2 separate regions of the Podarcis muralis genome follow, and region 2 is linked to region 1. The links are chromatin contacts, called in public Hi-C maps. All regions are on one chromosome and are shown on one strand. The core of a region is the stretch at or near the end of the contact, and the rest is flanking DNA. Distances in the headings are between cores, read along the strand shown.

Region 1 (6,087 bases), core at 174-2,673:
AAGCTGGAGAATTGCAATAGCTAAACACAGAGGTTACAGATATACTCAACAGTATAGTACATACCCATATGCACCTACTTAAACCATAAGATCTTCTACGGTCCTTCTTCAGGAGGTGCATATGGTAGCTACTGACAAAAAGGTGTTTTCATTTATGGTAGCCTGGCTATAAAATGCTCTCTCCAAAGAGGCTCACCACATGCCTAATCTGATGTCATTTCAGTAAAATCTTTTCATTGTTCCAGGCCTTTAAATCTGTTCCTGCTACAAAAAAACATTATCACTAGAGCTATGGATTTTTAATGATATATATTTTATAGATTTATTATGCATATTTTAATCGCCTTTATATTTGTTGTATGGCACCCAGAGAACATGGTTATAGGGTGGCAAATAAATATTTCAAACTAATAAAATAGATCCAGATTTCAAAAGAACAAAATGTTTCTCTCTTAATGTAACAAGCAACCTATGTTGTACAGCAGTAAATTGTGTGGATGTGAGAAACCCAGGTACATAATCCTGCTTCAATTAAGACAGAATGACTGACCCCTCACACATTTGGGAATAGCTAGAAAATTGTGAGAAGGGGGAGTTCCAGAAGTGTGTGGGTTACTTATTTTCTCCCAGAAGAGGCCTTTGACTTCTCAGCATACAACATTTTAAGACGTTTCATTTGCTAGTAACATTTGTTCTTGGGAGGCTGCTTGTTTTTCCATTTCATAACCCCCCCCCCCCGCCTTGCCTTCACTCAGTGTCAAAATGAAGGAGTCATGGCGTGTCTGTGTGTTGATATGGGGCATTCACCCATCATTTCTACTTTCCTTGGATTTAACTTTGACTCCCCGCCTTCCCTCGTTCACCCCATCTTTACAAACGACTGTCAAGACTTGTTACTTTTTCTTCTCTTAAGACCTCCAAGAGGCAATCTTTCTTACCTGCACCTGTCCAGAGTTTTGCATTTTGATCTTTCCTCTTACTCACCTCTACCTCTTCTTGTCAAGTCCTACATGAGAGGTAATATCTAGGGCAGGTGCATCATCACAGCCCCTCGCCCTTCCTCTCCCGGGACCAAACAGCACCGGGGTCCGGGCCGAGTCCTTTGATCCTCCCCCGCTTTGCCCACCCGCTCACTTACTCCTTGGTCCACGGCTTCGCCGCCAGGATCTCCTGCTGCTGCTTGCGGTCGTACTTATAGATCTCATCGATGCTCTGCGCCTCCTGCATGTTGTTGGCCATCTCCCACGTCTTCTGGGCCATCCCGCTCCCGGAAGGGCCGGCCGCTGCCATCTCACCGGGTTCCTCAGGCCGAGCCGAGCCGGGCCCTGCTAGCCGATGATAGACCCTCCGGGCAGTCGAGCCTCCCGGCCTGCTTGCCGCAACAGAGCGAAGCAAGCGCGGCGGAAGTGGGTGTAGGCGCTGGGCAAGCGGGCTGGGCGGGGATAGAGAGTCCCCCGCGAATGGTTCCGCCCGCTCCGCGACGCCTCGAGCTGGCTCGCCCGCCCCCTAGCGAGAAACGGTGGAATTAGCCTCCCGCGCGGAGAACGGCCATCCCAGTCTTTTCGCAGGGACGGGGTTGCCCATCGAGGAGAGGCGTCGTGGCACGAGCCCTCCTGCGAGTCAGTCATTAACCCGCTCTGCCCCGAAATAATTATTCCCACCCCACGTCTGAATTCCAGGAAAGAAAAAATTATATCCACGTCTTCCCTGCCATCGCAAAGCCCGCCTTTTATTTGTGAGGGCAAACTACTCCACATTTTAAAGTGAGTTTCTGGTATCTAAAAAACATGACATCCCAATGGCGCATTATGGGGTATGCCTTCCCGCTTATAGCTTTCACCTCTGAAATTTAAAACCAGAGGCTGGGCTGCCACCTGTCAGGGGAGCAGGAGTCCCCTCCTGCATTGTGGGTTCTGCGTTGAGCACTACGTGACACCCGAGATCCCTTTCAACTCTTAAAATTCTATTCTATGAAACGTTCCCTGTTAATCTATTCTATTGAGCTTTGTTTTGAAAGAACATATAAGAACGCATCGAAGGAAGCCGGAATAATATTTGTAAACAATCCCCTTCTCTGCTCCACCATAATCAATGCATTTTCATCTGTTGAGGCACTCCTCATATTCTGCATCACCGTGTTGTTCTTGACTCTGTGTACACACCATACTTTTAAGACTGTGCACGCACTATACGTACCTTTTTTTAAGTACTGTACATTTATCCCTCGCTTACAATTCCCAGCAACCCTTAACAAACTACAGTGCCCAGAATTCTCTGAGGGAATAATATAGGGCATAGGGGCGTGTTCTTTAACTCTTATTTGCTTAGAAACAGAGCTTCTAGATTTTCCCCTAATATAGTCAAGTGCAGAGAGAGTGTGTTCTTATCTATCTCTATATTGAGGAGAGATCTGGCCATTCAAGAAAGTGAAAGAACATCACGCCTATATTCCAGGGTGCGGAATACAAACACCTCCGTTTCCAACAACATTGCCTAGCTAGCCTTTGATTGTGCCGTTTGCACTCGCCCCGCGACGAAGTGATAGCAAAAAAAAAAAAAAAAAAGCATGTTTCTCCGAGCATGCACAGAGCGCCTGCCCTTCGCTGCTGTGCAACCACGCGCAACTCTCAAAACACCTGATGTTAAAAGGATTTAAAGGAGGCACTTTAAAGGAGTGCTAAAGGAGTAGCACTTAGCACCTTTCCTTTCCAGGAGACAAAACCCCCTTAAGGCGCTGTTCTACTCAGCTACAGGTTTTAGGCCGGGTTTCCACTTGGCGACAAGCACCAGAGGGAGCTGTTCGTGCGCGGCAGCCCCGTCCCCTCTCCGGCCGTTAGGCTGGCTCCTCCCCGAGAAGGCGGAGGGCTGGAGCGACTTCGGCGGAGCGGCGAGGCGAGGCGACGGGAGGCGCTGCCGTAGCAGCTGTTTGACAACCCGCCGGCGGCTGGGCCTCTCCGGAGAGAGAGGTGCGTTTCGGGCGGGTTCCGAGCGGCTGCAGCTCCAAAGACCTCGGACGAGAGAGAGAGGCGCGCACCCGTCCGGTAACTTGGGTCGCTCTCTGGAGAGGGTTGGGAAGTGCGCGCAAAGAAGAGCGCATCCCACTTCCCCGGGGGTGGAATATTCGCCCTAAGTAGACGAGGGTGAGGAAGGGGCGTCTTGGCGCGCGCGGGGTGCTGAGGGAAGTCCCCGCATGCATCCTTTAAGAGTTTGGGGGGGAGTTTGGGGCTCTCCTCGAGGGGCTTCGCTCGGGTAGGGGGGAGTTTTTGTGCGCGCAAAATCCTCTTTTTTTTGGGTGGGGGGGAATGTTGCACCTTGAAGTCTTATTCCTCGGACTGGGAGTTGTGCCTTTCTGTAGAGGAGCGCAGACTGCGCGGGTCCAGGAGTGCGGAGAGGCCCCGGTTTTTGTTGTAATCTGGTTGCCTAACAACGCCGTATAGCTTCTTAAAGAGACCGACGCCCTGGGCAGGCGCGGAAGCAACAGTTGCTCTTCTCTTCCGAGCCCACCCTTTCTTTCCTCAACCTCCCCTATTCTGTGACTCCCTTTGTTGATGCCTGGAGATAGGGAAGGTTTCTGCTCTCGGGTATCTGTGGCGCCTTAACCATTTCGCATGGATGTGAAGAAGGGCTTCAAAGACGAAAATATGTAAAGTTACCAGCCCATGAATGAACAGCATCTGTTCAAGGGACTCTTCTTATGGACGGTCAAGACAGTTTTGTCATAAGCGTCTAGCTTTATGAATACCTCCCAAAATACATACAATGTGATTGTAAGTATGTTTACTCAGAAGCAAATGCGGCCGAGTGCAGTGGTACTTACTAATAAGTGTACAAGGGATTGTAACTTTAGTATTAAGGAATGGCTAGTGGTAGTGTGAAACGTTTCGAAAGCATTAAAGCCAACAAATAATATATCTGAAGGCCAGTGATCATTTCCACCATTTAGTGAATAGAAGTCTGTTTCATTTACAAACTGGTTTGCTAGTGAATCTGTTAGTCAGACTATTGCATATAGATTTCTTCAAGGAGTGGTTTTGAGGCAATCTCGGTTCATTGTTATGGGCTGCAATAAATAGCTGTGAAAGGTGGCTTCTTGGCCTTAGTAACAAATAGAGGTTTTTACCAAGTAAAAGTTGAGGTTGGGAATGCATTTCCAATATATTCAGCACCAGTCTAGAAACAGGTGGGCCACTTGTTGAGTGTGCAGTGCAGGCTTTATAAATTTTGCTGCAGAGGGCAAAAGACTGCACTGCTGCTGCCTCAGTTGAATTCAGTAGGGCTGACTTATGAACTGCCATGATTAAAATTGCAGTTCTCTTACTAACCCTTATTTACCTGGAAGTAAGCCCCATTGAATGCTTGCTTCTGAGTAGACATGACTCAGGGCAGAATGATATTTGCTGCCACCTGGGGCATATCCTCTAGCTCCAGCACTGCAGGTGTGTTAAATAACACTGGCATAGTTGGATCATTATCTTCTGAAGCCACAGCTCCCTCTTTTTGTGATATCACTGCCAAAGCAATGGTCTGGTAAATGAGGCTTTCCCTGTGGTGACATTGGTGGAACTAACTGTAGAAATCTCTTAAAGGATATCTGATTCCCACTCTCATTGACCATGCAGGCTGCTCTTTCAGTGACCTGACTGGACTGGTGAAAAAGCAGGTTGACCTTTTGTCACTAGCATGGCTTATTTAGTGCATTTTTACTCTGCTGTTCAGCCAAAAAGGCTTCCAGAGTAGCTTACATATTATCAATAAAAAATAAGTTTTGTAATCTAAAATACATGACACAAAATGAAAAAAGGATGGGGAGGAAAGAGGTGGGTAAAGCAAACTCAGACACCAAAGTTAAATAGCAGTTTTTATAGTGACCAGCTGGAATGAAAACAGTTCCAGGATTGAGGAGCCTGACAGAACTGACCTTTCAGTAGAATGCTGATGGATTGGCCCTGCTTGACAACTGCTGCAACCTATTGGAGTGGTTTCTCTTTGGCGATCACCTCCACCTTGTTGTCGAGTCTGGTTTACATTAGGCAGGTGGTTGGTGAAGTTCAAGGGTAGATATTCAACTGGCACTGATGCTGAACAACTGAGCAGCAGGGGTTCTGTTCAAAGAACCTGACAGTGTTTGTGGCGATGAAAAGCTCTGCTGTTGCCATTTTTGTAACAGTACCATCTGGCAAGGCATTTCTGGTAAATCCAGGCCATCTCTGTTTGAAGGTCAAGTTCTCTCTGTGGTTCAATATTACTTGCTTGCCATATACCAAACTTTGACAACAATGCTGCAGTTTCCAATACGTATAACCATCATACTGCTGCAGGGAGGCAGGAGAGGAGTTCTGAGGTTTTGTTGTAGAATCTTTTCCCACTGGGGGCTTTCAAGGGATACTGCTCATGAGGAAACGCTTATGCTACGCTTTAGCCAAACTTCTTCCTTTGCAGGGATTACAATTATTCTGTGAACCGCCCTGAGACCCCCAGGTATAGGGCGGTATATAATTAAATAAATAATAATAACTTGGTGTGAATACTAGGACCAAACTATAAGATTGGCTTTATGTATTGTCTGATGCTAATTGGCACTGAGATCTCAAACGGCTGCTTGGCTTGTGAGGGGAGAATAACTGAATTTTTTTTCTCTCACTGATAAATTGGTAAACTTATGCTTACTTATTTACTGCATTTTTATACTGCACACTAATAAGTTACCTGCGTGGTAGACATTTTTTTAGCATATAATATATAGACATATGAACTTAACAAGTTAAAATAACTGCTGTTTTCTGCAGCACTTTGACCCGAACTTATGAATGTTTGATCCTGAACTGATAGACAGGTCTCCAGAGGCTGGTTCACAGCACAGCAGAAAATAGCAGGCAAAATAGGTCGGCTGATGTCAAGTGATTGACAAGTGAGTGGCTCCATGCGCCTTTCAAACTTGTCCTGTGTAGGGAGATAACAATCTGTCCTACCAGTCCTGTTCTAAGGACGTGTATTTTATCAGCATGCAAACTAATGTGATTAAGGATTTAGAGGACTCCAAAAGGGAACTTATTTTTAGCATTGATTGTTCTGTATCAGGAGGATTGT
Region 2 (6,429 bases), core at 3,445-5,944, 480 kb before region 1:
TTATATATGTATAAAACTAGGGGCTGCACTCCTGCTTGCTCCTCTCATCAACCATCCTGACACTGCCTACCAGTTTCCCCATCCCAACTATGCAACTACTAAACTCGCTTTCACCATCACCTCATTTCTGAAGCCACTTCTCTCTCATTCTGCCCTCCTGCTTTACACCCATTTTCACCTTCACCCCATGTCCTTGCCTCCTCCCCCTCCTTTTGTGCAATTCCCCCTTGCACACCTTCATGGTAACTTCCTGCACCTTCCTCCTCCCACAAGTTGCACCTACAAAGCACCCTTTTCACCATCCCCTCCTATTCTTTAGACCTTCCGTCCCCTTTCATCTTCAGCTCCATTCCCATGCCTCTTACCCCTCCTTTTTTTAACCACCTTTACACCTGCATTTTCACCTTCCTTTTTCCTCCACCCTCCTCCTTTTCTCAACTCTTCCTTGACACACATCGCTTCCATTTCCATGCCTCCTCATCTCTCCTATTCTGCAACTCTTTTTCCACATACATCCCATGCTGAGACTGAATCTTTAAGATGAATAGACTTTTAAGAGCAAGCCTGTCAGCTTGTTCAGTTGGAGAAGGTTAAGTTTAGTTGACAGATGTTGTATGTATATGGGTGTTTGCTTTTGGGAGGTAAATTGTTATCATACAAACAATTTGGGTTTTTCATTGTTCTACTTAGCATCATATTTTCTCTGAGCTCTAAGACTGCATGTGTCACGATTAAGTGACATTCAGAAACAAAAGGACCTTGAACCAGTTGTCATTGTGTTGAGTAATTGGTCTTGTGCCAACGTTAATGTTTGCTTAGTTCCTAACAGCTCTGATACAGCATGTCCACTGCCCTAATACCTGCTGAATAGTATTTCTGTTAAGTTTCATTATTAATTTAGACTGCCAACTTACACTTTATACATTTACCTGGGAGTAAGGCCCATTTAATTCAGTAGGACTGGATTCTGATTTGGAGAGTGGGAAGATGAGAACTATGACTACTTTTACCTTGGGGTGGGGGCAGGACCTGGCATCAAACAGAATTAACACTGCTCCAGAACTCTCATATTTGATATACATTGCTAAACTTTGGTATCATTCAAACTTGCATCAATAAATTTCTTTCTTTTTAAAGAAATCTTCCACTTCAATTCCATAGTTTCTCAGAATGTACCAGAGTGACAACAGCATAAACTGCATTTCAGTTTTCTGCATCTGAGATTGTCACGTTTAGGTGATCCTCTCTGGCTAAGAATCTGTGCTATTACAATACATCTTTTCTTCTTCAGTAAAATTTTCTAAGATGTTTTGTTTTAAGATATTTTATGGAAACACACTGATATAAAATATGCTTGCAAAAGCCAGTGAGTGATTATTTAATATTAAATCCTGAAATTTAGAGTGCCAATCACATAGTCATGCTATAGAATGCATAGGAAAAAAGTTGCACAATTAGGAAACAGATGATACTTACCAGTAGGGCTGAATGGACAACTGGGGGATTGGGATGATCCAAAAATAAAATAAGGCCTGGTAGACATCCCTGATCCTGGACAATTGCTCTTCTGTTTAGGGGATCAGCTGCAAGGTCCCTCAGCTGATTAACTACAGATAACGCATCAGGCTCTTCGCTCATGCTGCTGTTCATTTTTGCTTGTCATACATAAAATTCTGCTGGAAAAGAAATGTTATTAGAAATATTGTGGAGTTAATGGCCACTGTCATTAGCTTGGTGTGGTTCAAATTATATTTCCTTAAGTAATTCTTTAGGAGTCTTTAGAAGACTACATGTAGACACTAGTCAGCACATGCTGCTCAGATCACTATTCAAAATTCAACAAAAAAGCAAACCTAAGACACAGTATGTATTGTTTTAAATTTCAATGCACTCAAAGTTCCCATTTCCTTCCACCAAAATCAGACAGCAAGTCAAAGAATCTAATACATAGCGCATCTTATCACTATTTCAGCTATCAACATCAGAAGTTAGCCATTCACTCAGTAATAGAATAATTATTGCTGGGCAAGAATTATTCCTAATCCACAGTTATCACCATCTTGTACATATAAAGATATGTAAAGCTTGACAAAGCTCAACCCTTTGGCCCATCCCACTATGCAAGGACTCCCAGCTTTACCCCAAAAGCAAGTAAATGGGATAGGTGGGTGAAATAATCACTAAAGCATTTGCATTTCACCTTCACTTACACACAAAGCACAAAAACATAGTGAGAATTGTCCCCAAGTTTTTAATATTGTGAAGGCTTCAGTCAGAATCCAAAATGCTATTTTAGATATAACAAGGGCTTCCATGCATTGTGAACATAACATTTCATATACAGCTTTCAAAAGTGCCTAAAGGGACTATTATACAGTAAACAGAACAGAATTCTCTTGGGTAAGCAAATGAAGGCATGTGGTTGTTCAGGTCTTGACCAGTGCCCAAAGAGCTTCACGCAGCTTATGTATTTATCAGTTGCAATGCTGGATGGAATATGAAGGTATACAATCTCCATAAGGATCTAATTTCCAAAATTGTGCATTGGAATTATCATCTGAATAAAGGAAGCATGGCATGAGTAGTGGAAAGTTAACCTTCTCAACTGCTGCATGCCACCACCCCTGGCAAGACAAAACACAAAGCACTGCCGAAACCTAAATTCAATAACTAGATTATTATAATAGCAATTTTCAAACTTTGCTCCTGAGAATCCTCATATGCTTATCATAGGTTCATCAATTGAAAGAGCCATGATGACAGTCAAGGGATTGAATCCAACCAAGTCATACTCAGAGTAAACCCACTGAAACAGACTTGTTAATGATATCCAATTATTTGAATGAGTCTACTCTAAGTATGGCTAATGTTGACAACAACCCAAGCTTCCTAGACAGACAGCTTGCCTATTTCTCCCTGCATAGTATGAAGACATTGTTGAGTATAATCCAGGGTGCACTCACAGCTCACATGCAGCAACAATGAGGACCAATATGGCCGGTGTTCTCTATGAAATGTCTGTTCACCTTGGTAAACATGGTCCAGAATATTCTGAATGCACAAAGTTCTTGAGTGTTGACACCCTCAAGATCTGCAGCAGACAAAGCAATGCAGAAAGGGCTCATTGAAGGTGGAATTTGAAAACCACTGAGCTAAAAATATGAGCTAACTCCACCATGAATAAACTATTGAGAAATTAAACTGGTCTGGAAATCAGGGTATTTGTTTCCATGAAGCTAACTTCAAAAGCTGTGCTTAGGATCAACCCTAAATACTGTATGTGGCTTTTACTGAAATTGATGGTCCTTAGGGCCAGACAAATATTTGTGCTATTTACTGATTCAGAATTACACAAATATCACCAAAGAAACTTTATACAGCTTCTGACCACAACCTGAGCCAGAGACTGACAACATGCTCATATTAAGAATTATATGTGATTAAATAAAACAAATATGCCTAATCTATTTCACTGTTGTTGTTTTTTACTTATTTCAGTGCACAGCACAATCCTATATGCATGTTTATTCATAAATCCCACTCTGCCAGTAGGGCTTGCTCCCTGGTAAGCATGCACAAGTTCATACTCAAACTCTGCCAGGTGTATGCATGCCTTCTTAGAAGTCCTACTTGTTTCAATAGGACTTTCTTGCAAGCATATGCACAGTCTGATAAAAAAAAATCAAGACCCAAAGAAATCACTTTTGTTTCTCTTTTGAAAAACAAAAGCAACTCACCATATAGCACTGTGGCTATATTCAAACACCAAGTCTTAGATGCTTCAGCAAGCCTTTTCTAAAATGAAACAACCGTTAACCAAATAGTTAACCAAAAGTAAATCTAGCTCACTGCGATGGAACTTATTCCCAGATGTGGACATCCAAGGTGCTATGTTGGTCATTTGTACTATTTCACGTACTGGTTTGTATCGCAAAAATATCAGAAGTTCAGTACACAAGGGATTGCTACCTTACGCGCCAGCGCTTAAACCTCCTCCCCATTCCCTAGGGCCAGATAACTGAAATCAGCTTCTGCTGCAGTCATATCCCGTTACCTGGGAGGGCTGCCCATGGAACCCAATGGAATTTCTATCTGAGTCTCCACACAGTACCACACTTTAGGCTAGCAGGGACAAAGCCCCACTAAACGAAATTGGGCTTAATTCAGAGTAAACATACATAAGCTGATCCTGTGAGAGAAAGGCAGCCATTAGAAATCCCTGATGTTTTGGTGATTTAAAATAAGAGCTTGTGGTTGGGGTGGGAAGAGGTCAGGGGACTCTATGTTACCCTGCCCGGGGTCACTCTCCTTGGTCTGGCTTTCCCTGCCTTCAGGGGCCCAACAGCCCTTAACCCTCACCAGCCGCCTCCTCCCCACCGACTCCCCACTCCGAAGGTCCCCCATTCCCCGCCCTCACTTTCATAGGATGCGAAAGGGGAGGCGCTTTCTTGCTCCCGCCCCGCCAGAAGAAGGAACGGTCCAGGTCACGTATCTGCTGCCGCGGAGGCCGCCCTCGTGCGAAAGGAGGCCGGGCGGGGAGAAGGCGCTTTGCACCCCGGGGCGCCCGGCCAGAGGTCAGCAGGATTGGAACCTTCTACCCCCGGAGACAACATTCACCCAGCCAGGCGGGCGCTCACAGGTCTCCGGCACCTCGGCGATCCGGGGGACCCCATTGGCTGCAGCCGAAAGCACCTCCTGGCCAGTCGCGGCTCGCCTTGTTACGCGCGTCTCTAATTGGTGAAATGCGGCTGGCTGGACTTCCGCGGCATTGTGGGTTGGAGCCGGTGAGGCTTTTTTTTTTTTTTAAGGTGGACCTAAGAAACTACAAGTCCCAGGGAGACCATTCTCGGCGCCGTGAGCTTTCGCTGTCACGCGAGAGTATGGCGCGAGCGGAGTTGTAGGCGAAAAGGATAAACAGGGCGATTGTGTGAGCGCTTATGGGAAGCGAGTCCCGCTCCTGTTCAGCGGGATTTATTTGTGGGTGTTTCCACGGGGGTTTGCTACCGCAGGTTGAAAAGGAAGTGTTGCAGCGCAGTCCCGTGTATGTATATTCTGAAGTAAGCCCCGCTGCGTTGAATGGCTCTTCATCTCTAGTTTGGGAATGCAGGCAGCCTTATTAGCCAGTTCTACTCAGGAGTAAGTCGTATTGAATTGAATGGGGCTTACTCCTGGGCATGTGGGGCTTGGATAGCAGCCTTAATTTCCTCTTTCACCAGCATGCCGTGAGTCTGAAAAATAAACGAATTTTGGAGTACTTTATGAATAAAACCTTTTTTTCCACTCGTAAAAACCAAAAATATACATTAAAAAATGGAGCGTGGGGTGACCCTGTTCGCTACCCTTAGCTCCCTGGAGTAACGGCAGGGTAAAACTTCAATAGATAAACAATTACAAATGGGATCTGCTCCACAGGAGTGTTCTTAGGTTAGAGCAGGAAGAATTGAGGGGTGGGAGGAGAAGGCTCTGAAGTTTCCCCCTGCTGTACTATACAGTACATATAGCAATAGAGGGCTCCTAGCTCCTAACGTGGGTCCCTATATGAAATAAGAGGGGAGGTATCCAGTTCTGGAGAGTGGGAAAGAAAAATGGTATTGTCTTGAAACACCCCTTAAATTATTCCGGGGAGAGCAAGTCAATTCCCTCTCTTCCCCTGCTTTCCATCTTCCTTATTTTCAAACTGACAACATAAACAGCATTCCATTCTATCAGCTATCTTAACTGATAGAAATCAGGCAGACTTCCTAAGTCTTGAGTTTTTTTGCCATAAGACTTTAACAAATCAGTCAGGACCAGGGGGCGTTGTGGCAAAGCTGTTGCCACCCTGTTGGACTCCATCTAAAGTTGGACCACATCAAAGGAAGACTATGCGGTGTCTTGACTAGGATGCATTCTTCTGTATCAACATGCATTTTATCAATTTCCGTACTTATAAGACGTTTTATCAGTGGTATTTAACTCCCCATAAATTTATTGAGAAATGGGCTTTTTCTTGATGTATTGAAATAGGAAGTATAATGACAACACAGCCATACGTTGTTTTCAGTTTACTGTAAAGTTTTTAGTTGGGAATTTTCGTTACTGTACTGTATTGCAAAGTTATTGCTTACTGCAAACACACTGCAATCTTTAAAAATACAAATAATAGTAATAAAATACATTTTAAAAAGGAGGTAGATACCTGAATAGCTCAGTTGGTTACATCATGGTGCTGATAATGCCAAGGTTGCAGGTTTGATCCCCATATGGGACAGCTGCATATTCCTGCATTGCAGTGGGTTAGACACTAGATGATCCTCTGGCTCTCTTCCAACTCAACAATTCTACGATCTAAGCTTTAACTCTGTAAGTAGAGTGCAGTCTTTTGGGAGTTGGCCACCCCTGGTATAGGATAAGAACCCAAGCCTAAACATACTTGGGAGTAAGCCTCAT

What was found. Hi-C and Micro-C count contacts between places; a contact is called where the count stands out from the background.
Region 2: a contact with region 1 is called in a Hi-C map of blood, with 6 times the contacts expected there. The contact joins the promoter of ARMC1 here to the promoter of COPS5 in region 1. A contact is called at or near these places in 2 of 3 Hi-C or Micro-C datasets (blood and tail).

The regions. Positions count from the first base shown.
Region 1 is chr8:34,381,984-34,388,070 of rPodMur119.hap1.1, reverse strand. COPS5 (COP9 signalosome subunit 5) reads right to left here and starts at 1,423. Exons shown (of 8, transcript XM_028736797.2): 1 at 1,139-1,423. The coding sequence starts at 1,290. All of the region lies in intron 1 of CSPP1 (centrosome and spindle pole associated protein 1), which reads left to right.
Region 2 is chr8:34,866,431-34,872,859 of rPodMur119.hap1.1, reverse strand. It overlaps ARMC1 (armadillo repeat containing 1), which reads right to left and starts at 4,694. Exons shown (of 7, transcript XM_028736838.2): 1 at 4,418-4,694; 2 at 1,477-1,673. The coding sequence starts at 1,650.